Linked DNA regions of Mus musculus: all the other regions are linked to region 2. A link is a contact called in public Hi-C data. All regions are on one chromosome and are shown on one strand. Each heading gives the region's core, a stretch centred on a gene start, on an enhancer-like site or on the middle of the called end of the contact. The rest is flanking DNA. Distances are from core to core; before and after follow the strand shown. Region 1 overlaps Cpvl (carboxypeptidase, vitellogenic-like). Region 2 overlaps Chn2 (chimerin 2). Region 3 has its middle 18 kb from the start of Tril.

Evidence for each region. Hi-C and Micro-C count contacts between places; a contact is called where the count stands out from the background.
Region 1: a Hi-C map of bone marrow-derived macrophages shows a contact between it and region 2, with 29 read pairs. The contact joins two enhancer-like sites. A contact is called at or near these places in 1 of 15 datasets of contacts at CTCF or cohesin (large pre-B cells), 52 of 484 Hi-C or Micro-C datasets (the AML12 cell line, the C10 cell line, ECoMG-derived neutrophils and 31 more), 6 of 115 datasets of contacts at active chromatin or transcription factors (differentiating embryonic stem cells, embryonic basal ganglia, embryonic stem cells and 1 more) and 1 of 9 other capture datasets (embryonic stem cells).
Region 3: a Hi-C map of bone marrow-derived macrophages shows a contact between it and region 2, with 17 read pairs. The contact joins two enhancer-like sites. A contact is called at or near these places in 17 of 39 promoter capture datasets (the C10 cell line, the HPC-7 cell line, HPC-7-derived erythroid cells and 11 more), 1 of 15 datasets of contacts at CTCF or cohesin (embryonic stem cells), 9 of 484 Hi-C or Micro-C datasets (bone marrow-derived macrophages, cerebellum, embryonic stem cells and 3 more) and 16 of 115 datasets of contacts at active chromatin or transcription factors (craniofacial prominence, embryonic basal ganglia, embryonic forebrain and 10 more).

Annotation. Positions count from the first base shown.
Region 1 is chr6:53,956,864-53,961,305 of GRCm38.p6, forward strand. All of the region lies in intron 3 of Cpvl (carboxypeptidase, vitellogenic-like), which reads right to left. Among named protein-coding and RNA genes, the nearest start is that of Cpvl, 20 kb to the right of the region's middle. Within about 2 kb of position 1,673, at least 23 of the 459 cell types and tissues checked have an H3K27ac peak or open chromatin away from gene starts, as enhancers often do. A contact at or near this core is called in bone marrow-derived macrophages, where this site is marked.
Region 2 is chr6:54,245,853-54,249,875 of GRCm38.p6, forward strand. All of the region lies in intron 6 of Chn2 (chimerin 2), which reads left to right. Gm15527 (a long non-coding RNA gene) reads right to left here. Exons shown (of 3, transcript XR_003956307.1): 2 at 3,334-3,534; 3 at 1-2,392. Among named protein-coding and RNA genes, the nearest start is that of Gm15527, 7.1 kb to the right of the region's middle. Within about 2 kb of position 2,664, at least 31 of the 459 cell types and tissues checked have an H3K27ac peak or open chromatin away from gene starts, as enhancers often do. A contact at or near this core is called in bone marrow-derived macrophages and muscle stem cells, where this site is marked.
Region 3 is chr6:53,800,827-53,804,824 of GRCm38.p6, forward strand. No RefSeq gene overlaps it. Among named protein-coding and RNA genes, the nearest start is that of Tril, 18 kb to the right of the region's middle. Within about 2 kb of position 1,390, at least 84 of the 459 cell types and tissues checked have an H3K27ac peak or open chromatin away from gene starts, as enhancers often do. A contact at or near this core is called in bone marrow-derived macrophages and muscle stem cells, where this site is marked.

The sequences.
Region 1 (4,442 bases), core at 423-2,922, 290 kb before region 2:
TGCACTGATGCCATACCTGAACCAGGTGCTGCGATATGAAGGTGCTATTTAATGCTATGTACCCGAGAGTCAGCCATAGCACGTCATGCTTGTGTGACGAATCATGACATCATAACCAGGATAGACAATACTTGCTATGGCCCACACGAACGGCATAACATTCTTATAGATAATCCATGACATATCCAGATCTCACTTGTGAGGTGAGGCCCTTCTCCAAGGAAAGAGGAGAAATGCACAAGGACATGACGAAGAAAACCTCACTGCAAACATGGGGGCCACTGAAATAAGGAACTTCTGCTAATTGGTGGTAGGTAGGATGGAATTCAGACTTTTGAAAATATTAATCTTACTTTAGCTACGATTCAAGACATTTAGGTCTCCCATCTCAAAGCTTTAAAGTGATTTTCTTCATCAATACGTTTTATATTGCAGAGTACTTCTTTTTAAATCTCAGTACATTTTTTTGCTTATTTGTTTATTAACTGGCACCTGTGAGCATTAATAAACAAGTTTTGAGAGCTGGTTCTCTCCTGCCATGGAGCTCAGGGGGCCGTCAGGTCCTCAGGTTTGATAGTGGGTACATTCAGACCCACCATCTCTCGGCTCTGGGGTATACACTCGGAATTAAGGATTTTTAAAGACCGCCCCCCCCCCTGCCATCCCAAGTCTAACTTCTTAAACTTAGTCACGGAGATGTCTGAGGACTCTTCTCTACACATGTGCTCCACTTATGGACATTACATACGCTGAAGACACAGCACAGTGATAAGGCCATGCTGTTTTTGTGGTCACTGGACCTCAGGTTGTGGGGTGTCTCTCCGCAGCAGTGAGTCACATCACCACCATGCCCCATGCATCCAGCACAGTGTGTAAATTCATCTAATAGCACACACTGTCTGCTCTCCCAAAGCTGTGGGTTAGCTCCTACTCACAGTCAGGAAGAAAAAAAAAGTACTCTGTAAAGAGTGTGGCTATGGGAGCTACACTGCCAGGACTGGAGTTCCGACTAGCTGTTTTATATCTGCGTGTCCTTGAGTCCATGCCTTACTTTCGCTGTGTCTCCGTGCCCTCTGCCTGGAAGCACAGGTTGTTATTTATATGAGCAGCAGGTACAGTCACAACACTTCTTTCAGGCAGCGTCTGGTGTTACCTTTTTTAAAGTGTCAGTTCAGGTTGGGTTTTTGATGAGTGGGAAGACAGCTACGTGTAGCTACATATAGGGGCAGGTGGGCAGAGGAACACGCGATTGAGGACTCAAAGGCAGGGCTTTTGAGATGGCTATTCAAGCTTGGGATGGATGGCTTAGATGGATAATCGCCCCGGGTAAAGAGTTACCTGTTTGAAGATGAAGAAAAGAAACAGTTTATGAATGAGTCAAGGGCCTGAGTATAACCATGTCGAGAGCTACTGAGAGAAGGAAGACACGATGAAATGCGAAGGAGCAGAGGAATCCTGGACTTGTGAGATACACGGAGAACAACAGCAGATGCCCTGCGCGTGGGTGGAGCACAAGTGGCTGAGCCCTGTCCTGGTGCACAGACAACAACCGACAACAACCGTGGCAGCCTGCAATCCCAGTAGCTAGGGAAGTGAAGACAGAAGTGTGACTGCCTGGGCTACACAGAAAGACCCAATCAAGACTCCGGAGGGAGGAGAAAGGGGAGGGAGGAGAGGGAGGGGAGGGAGAAAGTGAGGGAGGGAAAGTAAGGGGAAAGGAAAAGAACTAGATCCAGTTTATCCACTGGCCTCTCAATTCCTCTGGCGACCCCTGGTGGCCAGTCACAAACTTGGCTACTCTTTCCTCAATGTTTCTTGCATGATGAACAGCCAGCCCCAAGGAGGCACTTCTTCTCTTCTGTCCGTGAAACTATCTACACCAGCATATCCCACTACTTACTTTCGATGATGGACAAAGAAAACGATTGTGTGCCTTCATAAAAGCAAAATTCCTGAAATCTAAACTGGTCCTGATGTGGCCTGTCACCTTCCAAGCGTCAGCTATGCATACTCTAGACTTTTTAAAGGTATCTCCAGCCAGACCAGACCCCAGCTTTACAGTCAGAGATAGATAACAAGACACAGTAGACATGATTTCTATTTGCACATCAACACGTTGCTGAAATGGAGAGTCAGTATGTCAGGAACAGGGACTAAAGACAACGATTTCAGTTCTTTCGATCAACATGGTTGTTCTAAGTTTGCTTTTCATTGCTGTTATAAACACCATGGCCAAAAGCAACTGGGGTGGGAAAGCTCTTATTTCATCTTACATGTTATAATCCATCATTAAAGGAAATTGGGGCAAACACTCAAGGAAGGAACCAAATCCATGGCCACAGAGGGATGTTGCTTATTGGCTTGCTCGGCCTGCTTTCTTATACCTCCAAAGATCGCCTGCCCACATAAATCACTAATCAAGAAAATACTCCACAGTCCAATCTGATAGATGTAACTCTCCAATTGACATTCCCTCTTCCCAGGTGTTTGTGTCAAGCCAACAAAAATCTGACCAGTGATTAAGGGCCCTGAAGAGGATAGGAGCTCCACAGGACAACCAACAGAGTCAACTAACCTGGACCCTTGGGAGCTCTCAGAGACTGAACCACCAACCAAAGAACATGCACGGGCTGGACCCAGGCCCCTTGCATATATGTAGCAGACGTGCAGGTCGGTCTTCATGAGGGTCCTGAACAACTGGAGCAGGGACGATAACAAAAGCTATTGCCTCTATGTGGAATATGTTCTTCTAGCTGGGCTACCTTGTCTGACTTTAATGGGAGAGGATTCACCCTGAAGAAACTTGATGCGCCAGGATGGGGGGGATCCCCAGGGGGAGGGGCCTCCACTCTCTCAGAGGAGAAGAGGAGGGGAGATGGGGGAGGGGATATATGGGGAGGGGGGACCAGGAGGGAGGGCAGTGATCAGGATGTAAAGTGAATGAATGAATGAATGAATTAATTAATTAATTAATTAATTGAGAAAAAGAATACAGTAAAACAAAACAAAACAATCTAACTAGTGGTTGTATTTTACATAGACAATTCCATTGATGTGGCTCTAGGGAATTAAACAGCTTACCACGTGTGGGGGCAGTATTTTGGCCAGAACCCAATCTGCATACATTTTTCTAGCCAACCCTTTCTTCCCTTCCACTAAGAAACACCATTCTAGAAAAGAGGATGCAACAGCCCACCACTGCCAGACTTCAAGGCAGGCTTAAAGTGGCAAGTGTGCTGTGGTAACTCAGTGACACCCTCTCTGTAGTTCTAAATGCAACGACTGGAGGCTTGCTTGCTTTACGTAACATGTTCTCTCTTAAGTGAAGCCATTAGTACCCAAGGTAAAGTCTTAACACCCCCCCCCCCGGTGCATCTGAGTGGACCCCCACCCTGCCGCACAGATCTCTCTGCCTACGATGCTTCAGCTGCCACGCCATGTTGATCAAGGAAAAGGATTTTTATTTAAAGCAATTAGTTTTGTAACCAGAATCATTGAGTAGCTTGGCAGAACCATTTTAATTCTACACACATAGTCCCAACACATGTGAACAGCTTGCTTACGACAGCCATGTGTTCCCAGGGAAGGTTGTTCACAGTGCTTCCTGTTGACAACATTAAACTGTCTTTAAACTGTGATCATTCATAGGGAAAATTAACTTTTTCAGTTGTCTCCCCCTGTCTTCTTAGATCATCCCCAACCTCCTCTGAGCTCTTATCAAGCGTTGACTTATCTCCTCATCAAGAGGCAGCCTCAAGCCCGTAGACTCCTCACCAGGCTCTTCCCTAAACATCCCAGGAGATAACAAGCCCCAGGCAAGAAAGCTATAGCTTAGAAGGAATGTGAGAGGCAGTGTGAATGAGGGAGTCTGGTCTCATTTCTGAGTCTAGCTAAGATGAAAGATGACTGGAAAAGTTAATAACCTCAGTCTTTGTGTAGAATTTTAATTTCCCCAATGGACAATTGGGCACACAAAGTTTTCTGCAGAGTCCTAATATACATATTAATAGAGTGGTCTATAACTTACAATTTATGGCCACTTTGTTTTGTTTCATATGGTTTTGCTATTTCAGATCCTTGGTGCCTCAAGAACATCAATGAAGATGCTGACCCAGTAGCTCTGTAGCCACTTGCAATAAATATAGTTTGAGAAATCCTTTGACCCACATGCCTTTCACAGAACTGGTCCCTACATTCAGCATAGCAAAGGCCCATTGGCCATATTATATCACATGATCCTTGGCTGATTGGATCAAGGAAGATCACCTGATAGGAACTTGGCCAATCACACTAGACCTTTAGGCACACACTAGTGAATCCTTGTTGGTTCTATAACTAAGGCCATGGAAGCTTGGAAACTATGGTTTGACCAAGTTGGCCAAGTGCCTGAGGAAGGAAAGCATACTGACATGTCAAGAATGAGAGTCAGTGGCACACTGGCT
Region 2 (4,023 bases), core at 1,414-3,913:
TGCTTGGTAATCCGTTGGATGAAGGCACCGAGTTGATTTAACTCCCCATTTCAGATGAAGTCAGTTTAAATTCATTCCTTCCATATGTTTCAAGACATCCTTTCTTCCATATTACAGACAACTCCTCTGGAAGTATCTTTGCAGTCGGGGCTTTGAAAATATGTTTAACAAGTTCCCTAGGCTAAGTTGTAGGCATCTCGTTCAGACCTCTGCAGTATATTAAGGTGGAAAACTATCACGAGGAGACCTTCCTTGTTGTGTTTTGAAACCTCCCCCCCCCCCACACATTCAAGTCGTGTGTTTTGGTCCAGTTTTTCTTTTCTTTTTAGAAAATATTCTTTCATATATTATGACTCATTGGGTAGCCATTTTAATTGACCATTGCTAGTTGATAAGACAGCATTTGTTAAGAGGAATATTAGAAACAGTCGTTAGCCCAGTGTGGAAACAATGGCTTAAACTATCAAAAATATCCCACCAACTGGAGCCCTAACAACATAGGGGAGGGGCTCACACTGTGGTGTTCACTAACTGTCTGTCACCAGAGATCTCATCCATGTGGCTCTTGTTTCACTCCTCTGTTTCTGGTGACTTAAAATAAACCTCTTGAGAGACTACCATGTTCCCACCCTATAATGAATTCTATTGGCTGAAAAGGAGATGTTACTACAGGAAACCAGGAACCAACCAGCAAAAGAGCCTTGACCATAAAATTATTGTTCTGAAAACATATATGTATGTATGTACTGCTGGAATGGCACACATGCACGTGGAGTATTTAGGCATGAAACAGTTTGTGACAACCACAAAGGAAACAGACTTAATAAAGGCAGGAACTTATTATATTTTGTCTTGGTATTTACAGATGTGTTGGAGTTTTGAATGCATATATGCATTCAAAAATGTTGAAATGAGTTTGACTGGCATCTTTCTTTCCCTTGACTTGGCTACACTGTTGGGGAATTGCATTGTCTAGCCTCAATACATATAAGGTGTATATACATGTACATTGTGCTCGCTAGTCCTTAGATCACTGGGGATGAGATTGGAGTGAGATCTGTTGTCTTCACCTCTTTATGTATGAGAAGATTAATGCTCTGGTGCATTAATTAGAACTTTTTTTCAGCCTTGCCTAGGAAAGGCAGGACCTGGGGCTGGAAACAAGCTTGAAGTCTGACTTTAAGCCATGTGCTGATAACAAAATCCCACCTTGTTAGGGTCATGTTTTAAAGAAAGCAAGATTCTTAATATGGTTAGAGATATAAATCTCTATAAAACTGAGCACAGTTCCAGCCCTGATTAATAAAATTCTCCATTGTAACATGCTCTAGAGGGTAATTCTGCGCATCAGTTACTCCAGGGAAGGGGGCTCTCTCTGCACTGAATTGGAAATACAATATATACAACACTGTGCTTGAAGACAAAGGTCAGGTAATGCAACAGTTTCAACAACTGAACCCCTAGTCAGTGATCAAAGTAGAGGTGAAGGAAATCAATGAAAATAACATGTTTTAGAGGATTTAGGCTGGCCCAGGGTTGTCGCAGCTGTACACAGCAGGATGCTAAGACAGGATCTGAGAGGAGCAGGTGTGCACTAAGAAGATGAGGTCAATTGTTCCAGGTGCTGCAGGATGTTCCTCCAGACCCAACACTGACAGCAAGCCCACACGCCCAGGGCCAACTGATACAGGAGTACTGAGAACATTTAATGGAAACCAAACAATCTCTTCAGCAAATGGTGCTAGGACAACTGGCTGGTCCATACAGAGAAATGAAATTGAACTATTGTGAACAGTATATAGAAGTTAATGCAAAATAGATCAATGACTTAAATATAAGAATTAAAATCTTAAAGGGAATGTAGAAGAAATACACATAAATGGTCATTATCTTATCCTGGGCAGTGGATTCTTAAATATGACACCGAAATATGAATAATCCAACACTGGATAAACCATGCATCTTCAGATCTTAGCATGTTGTGCATCAAGGAGAAAAGATGCAGGATGAGTTGGAATACAGCACTTGCAAATCATATTTCTGTTAAAGGTCTTAATAGCCACAAGGTATAAAATTTTCTAACATTTAAAAGCCAAAAAGAGAGACAATTCCATTTTTAAATTGAGAAGGATACTGAAAAGATATATTTTTTGAAAGAAAATGTACAAATAGCTAAATAAGCACACGAAACAATGTCCATTGTCATTAGTCATATCACCTCAAATCCAACAGGGTAAGTTTTAATTGGCAACTTGACACTGCATAGAGTACCTGAGGAAGAGTTACAACTGAGGAACTATCTGGATCAGGTTGGCCTGAGGGCACATTCATGGGGGTTGTTTTGATTGTCGATTGATTCAGGAAGACCCAGAACAGTGGGTGGTGCCATTCCCTAAGCAGAGGGACAAAATAATTAAGACAAGAGAACGTTAGAGGAAAGCAAGCAAACAGGGCCCCTGTGTTTATTCTCTCTACCCTGGACTGGGGATGTGATTCCTCAAAATTTCTGCCTTGGTGTCCCCAAAACAATGGACTATAACCTGGTATTGTAAGCTAAGTACGTCCTTTCTTCCCTAAGATTCTTTTGATCAGGAATTAGTCACAGAGACAGAAATGAAACTAGAAAAGTTATAATACTTTAAAAATAGCAGTAAGTTTTAGGGAAGCTGTGGTCATTGGAGTCCTCCTACACTGCTGGTGGGAACTGGAGTGGGATGGTCTCTGTGAACAGCAGCCTAGCAGCTCCTTAGAAATCAAACAAATTACCCCATGGCCTAGCAACTCTGTGAGTAGGTACATACCCTGAAGAATTAAAAACAGGTGCTGAGGCCATCACCCCACACAGATGTTCACAGTGTTCATGTTCACAATAGCCCAGAGGAGGAAGCAACTTAAATATCCACCCACAGATGAGTGGATAAGCAAGTGTGGATATACACATGTGTGGAATACTGCTCGCTCCTGAAAATAGAATGATATTTAAATAGACGATACAACATGCATGGACCTCGGAGAGTTGCACAGTTTACAGCTGCTAACTTTATGTCCTATGAATTTTGTCTCAAGCCAATAAAGGAAAGCAAGCCTTCCGAAGCTAAAGCAGGCATATAACTCCCCATCCAGGCAAATCCTCATGACTCAAAAGAGATCTCGGCTCAGGTTACAACCACCTATGAAGTTATATTGGTATGCGTGGGAGGGAGGGTGGAGATGAGCCATCCAAATAGGATTATAGGCTGTGCAGGGCCAACTGCAACCTGATCTGTACACTCTGGGCTCAGGATGTTTATCACGAAGGTGGCTTGGCTGTCTGTCCTAGCTGCTCCCACTTACCAGTGTTTCAAAAGCTCATTTATTTAGCTCCATGCTGTATCATTTATAACAATAATGTTTCAGCAACTGCATGATCCCTCACTGGAGTCTCTCTGGGAGCTTTTACACACAGCCAGCTTCCAGTGTGTACCCAGTGGGTTTCTGCTTCAGATCTGGTCTCTGGACCCAGAAGGCATGAGGGTATATTGTACCCAAGTTCACCTGAAAGAATTTATAGGTCACTTTAAGACAGTAATACAGGAAACGGAGAGATGGCTTGGCAATTAAGGACTCTTGCTGCTCTGACAGAGGTCTGAGCTCTGTTTCCAGCACACACATGGTGATTCATAACCATCTGTAACTTCAGTGTCAGGAAATCCAAACCCACTTTTCTGCCGCTGTGGACACCGAGCATGTATATGGTACACAGACAGACGTGCAGGCAAAGCATGCAGATGTGTGAAACAAAAGTTAAAGTCCTTTAAGTCAGCAATATAAATATTCATTTCTTTCTGTGTGCCTTGCCAGCTCAGATTTTCCCTGACGATTCCCTCTCGTTAAGCCCCGAGTATTCAATCGTCATTGAATTCCTAGCAAAATCATCCAAGAGCTGTGAAGTCTCAGCTCTGGAGCGGCTGAGAACATTTCCATTCCCATCTCATTGTCCAGTGCATGTCATGTGGCCAAGCTTAGCAGGTTCCCAGTCTAGAA
Region 3 (3,998 bases), core at 140-2,639, 450 kb before region 2:
AAAAGTCTGGGATTTAGTTCATAGCAGTTTGTCACTGACTTTTGTAATTTTGAAAAATGTACATAGTTTATAAGATGCCAACATTAGAAGGAACCAAGTGAGCAGAAGCAGATGAGACCTCACTATATGATTTTGAACCTTACACGAAAGTCTAAAGTGATTCCAAAATTAAGAGATTTTCTTAGCATGGACTTCACTAAGAATTACTGGATTTGAGCAAGCAAACAGCGTTGAAGAGCTAACAGGGCTCCCAGCTTTCTGAGTCGAATGTCTGTGTCTGTGTTTAGGAGACTCGGATTCATTATCTTTGCACAGAACCTGGTACTGAGTCCATCTCATCCTGATGGGACAAGGTAGAAGCCTGGCGAACCAGGATTTACACAGTTCTGTCACCACTCACCAACTGTCTAATCATTGAGGTGTAACATTTATAAAATGAGTAATGAAGTAATGGAGTTCTAGAGACCCCAAGATTCTCAAAGACGGTATCACCAAAAACCTAGTGCAGGACTCCTACGGCTTTGTGTTTAGCTGACCCAAACACCTCACAGTCAGTTGGACTATTTCCTGTAAATGATAATGGTGACAATGGGGACTATTGTTCTTGACATCAGCTACACCCTTGGTCTCTTTGGAAGACAGAGACCAAAGGTATAGGAAATAAAGTCTCAAGTTCTCCCTTTCTTAAGGGACTACACTAGCTTGCCCATTTGAAAACAGTTGCCAACTTCCTTGCCCTTCCTGTGTTAAAAAAAAGTTAGAGTTGGCATTTCCACAGGCTGCTGTACTGAGAGACAGCTACTGACTGCCTGTAGAGAGCCCCCACCCCCAACCCCGAGCTCTACTGTGATGTGTGTGTAAACCCTTTCTGGGTGGCCCCATTTCTAGCTAGCTACCCAGTGCAGGCTCCTGAATGGCTTGGATCCTTTCTATGTGCCCTACTTTCTGACCAGCCACCCTGTGCAGGCTCTGTAACTGCTGGGGTGCTCGGTGAAATCCCTTTTCTACCAGGGGCAGGAAGCTGTGAAGGCAAAATATGAATACTTTCCAGAATTATGTTTTACAGGAAACAGAGGGACAGTGAAATGCTCTGTTCTGGGTCCTGAGAGTTCCGTCTCATTGTAATGTGATCATCCACCCCTAATCTTGGCTGGTGCTGAAGCAGGGAGTCACCGCGTGCCAGCACCCTGGGTCTGATGAAATAATGTGAATAGCTTAGGATGTTTCCAAGCCTTGGGAATAAGGTCATGGAAAAGGCACTGGTGTGGGGGTTGGGGAGGGTGAATCGAAATGGAAATAGGGAAGGACTGAGGCCACTCTGCTGCAACAGAAGAAGGAGGGGCTTTACGGAAGGGCTGACCACAGGAGCTAGGTCAAGGCCAAAGAGAGAGAAACTGTGGCTCATTCTTTGGAAGATGTTAGCCATTCTGCAGTGACTCACTGCTAGGCCAGCTCTTAACCCTTCATCCTGGAGGAACTAATGCTAACGGATAAACAATAAGGAAGAGAACACATCACAAAAGGAGCTGCTGAGTAAGAAAACTGGGAATTGCTGGGGTGATCCAGGGGGAATCTTTGAAGCAAGAAGTAGAGCCACCCAGAACTACAGCAGTCCCTGGCTTGCTTCAGTCTCAGTCTCTGCTCCCCGAATCCCACCTCCAATGCTCTGGGTGCATGGCTGAGCAGAGTGGCCCCAAACTCCCTGTGCTCGCCCTCCTGAGCTCCAGCACAGCAGCTGCTGCTGCTGTTCAACTCTAAGAGGTTCCACTATGCCCACCTCAGAAAGGGAGTTGACATCCTGGTGTGGTCCTGAAGTCAGCCCCATGAATCTAGGCTTACAGCTCTTCCCGAAGTGTTGAAAGAGGAGGTAATTCTCACAGCAAGAAATGGGGCCTATAGAGGCCCTCAAAGACCACACACTGTTGGTATCAGGACCTCTGAAACCCGTGACATCACATAGGTTCGACCCACACACCTGTTGCCAAGGCAAGAGCCACCATATTCCCAGAATCCACTTGGCTCACCTCCTATCTTTACCTGTGACTATGTCACCATCCATATATAAAAAAAGCCCCCTTCCATATCTCTCTCTCTCTCTCTCTCTCTTTCCCCATTCTCTTTCCGAGGCCACCTTGCCCTTCTCTCTCTCAATAAACCTCATGTGGAACTGTTTGACCTGGTGTGGTCTTTCTGAAGCCGCAGGAAAATCACACAACACACCACATACCACACACCACACACCACACACCACATGTGGAAAACGCCCCTCCCAGCAAATTCAGAAAGCAGTTCCTTAGTCATCTTCTTTGGTGGCTCCTTCATTCACTAGTTTTAATTCATCTGCTTGGATACTGGGATTCTGACAAACAGGAAAAGACCATGAAGGAGGCTAATAATGGCTGCCCTTCTGTAAGGCCCTAGCTCTCCTGTAGCAGCTTAGTGGCCTTAGCCCTTCCCTACTTTCATCAAGATTGACTCCCTAGCCAGTGCTGTTGTTTCCCTGACCTTATTATTCCCAAGGGCATAGAAGCATCCTAACATTCAAGCTGTCTGTGGATGGATTGGAGTCTATGGCTAGCTAGCTCTGGGCTACCTTGGTGTCTTTTTCCTGCTATTCCTACTGGAATTACACACTATGGAAGAAATGTTACCAAAATCTGCAAGCCTAGACAAAAGTCGGCAGCTCTCTAGCCAGACTGGCTTTCTAGTATGTCACTCAGGGGTGGAAGTCACAAATGGCAGAAGCTGTTCCTGGTAGATATGCTAGGAGTGAGATGAGAGCCGGTGGTAGGAAAGCTGAGTCTAACGAATGAGACAATGTGAGCCTCGCCTTCTCTGATGGGTGACCGTGATTAAGTGTTAACCAGACCTTCTGATGTTATACCCTATTCAAGTCTCCACTGTGGATGGCAACCCAAGGCCACAGGCAGTGAGCATCTGTGAGTGCCAGTGGATCCATGCCATGGCCTTGGGAGGCTCTACCAGCCCTGCTTCCTCCCTAAGTACCATTGCCCAGAGGCCAGGTGTATTGTGGGAGCCACAACAGTATCATGTAATTAAGTTAAAATGTCTCAGCTACATCTCAGGCATATTCCTTTATGACCAGAACAAAAGGTCATTTGGTGAAGTAATTTTTGGTGGGGAAATCTGTAGCATCTATAACTAAATGAATGCTTAGGGTTGGTTTGCTTGTATTTCCATCTCCCATTATACTTGCTTTGCAAGTCTCCAAAACTCATGTTCCCTAATTTATGATCACTCCCAGCAATCCTCTGGGATCCAGCAACTGAACTTCACTGTCATTATCACTATATCCACCAACAAGCATCTCTTCCTGAGTAGAATCGGTCAAAGGCCCATTGTGCTCAAAGGATTTGTGTCGGGGTGGAAGTTAGTCTTGAACGAGAAAGGCATGACACTCCTCTGACCACTGAGACTGGCTGCCACGTGTTAGCTGGGTGCACATGAGGCTGTGTAGTCAGGCCATAGCTGAACATCTTCCTCAGCTGGCAGAGTCTGGAAATACTTAGTGAAAATAAAAAGAGAATATGCCAAAGGGGGGCTCCCATCAGACGACTACATTGTGAGTCACTGCCTAACAGACACGCCTCAGGGGAACAAGTCTACATACTTGGTAGAGGGCCAGGACATTCTGTCACAAGATGCTAAAGTTCTATCTAGTAAATAAATAGATAGATAAATAAATAAATAAATAAATAAAGACAGAAAAGCAGACAGACAGACATGCAGACAGACAAGATGGAAGGATAGATGGAAGGAAGGAAGGAAGGAAGGAAGGAAGGAAGGAAGGAAAGAAGGAAGGTTGGTTACATTTTCCTCAAACTCCAAAGGGAAATGGAAATGAAAGTCAGAATTTTAAATGCATCTTTGTGTGACAAGGGACAGTCATCTAAACCTCGTCTCACTTAAAACTGGTCTCAAGTGAATTCTTATCTCAAAATGAACATTTTTTTTAAGTGCTCAAGTCTACGCTTCTC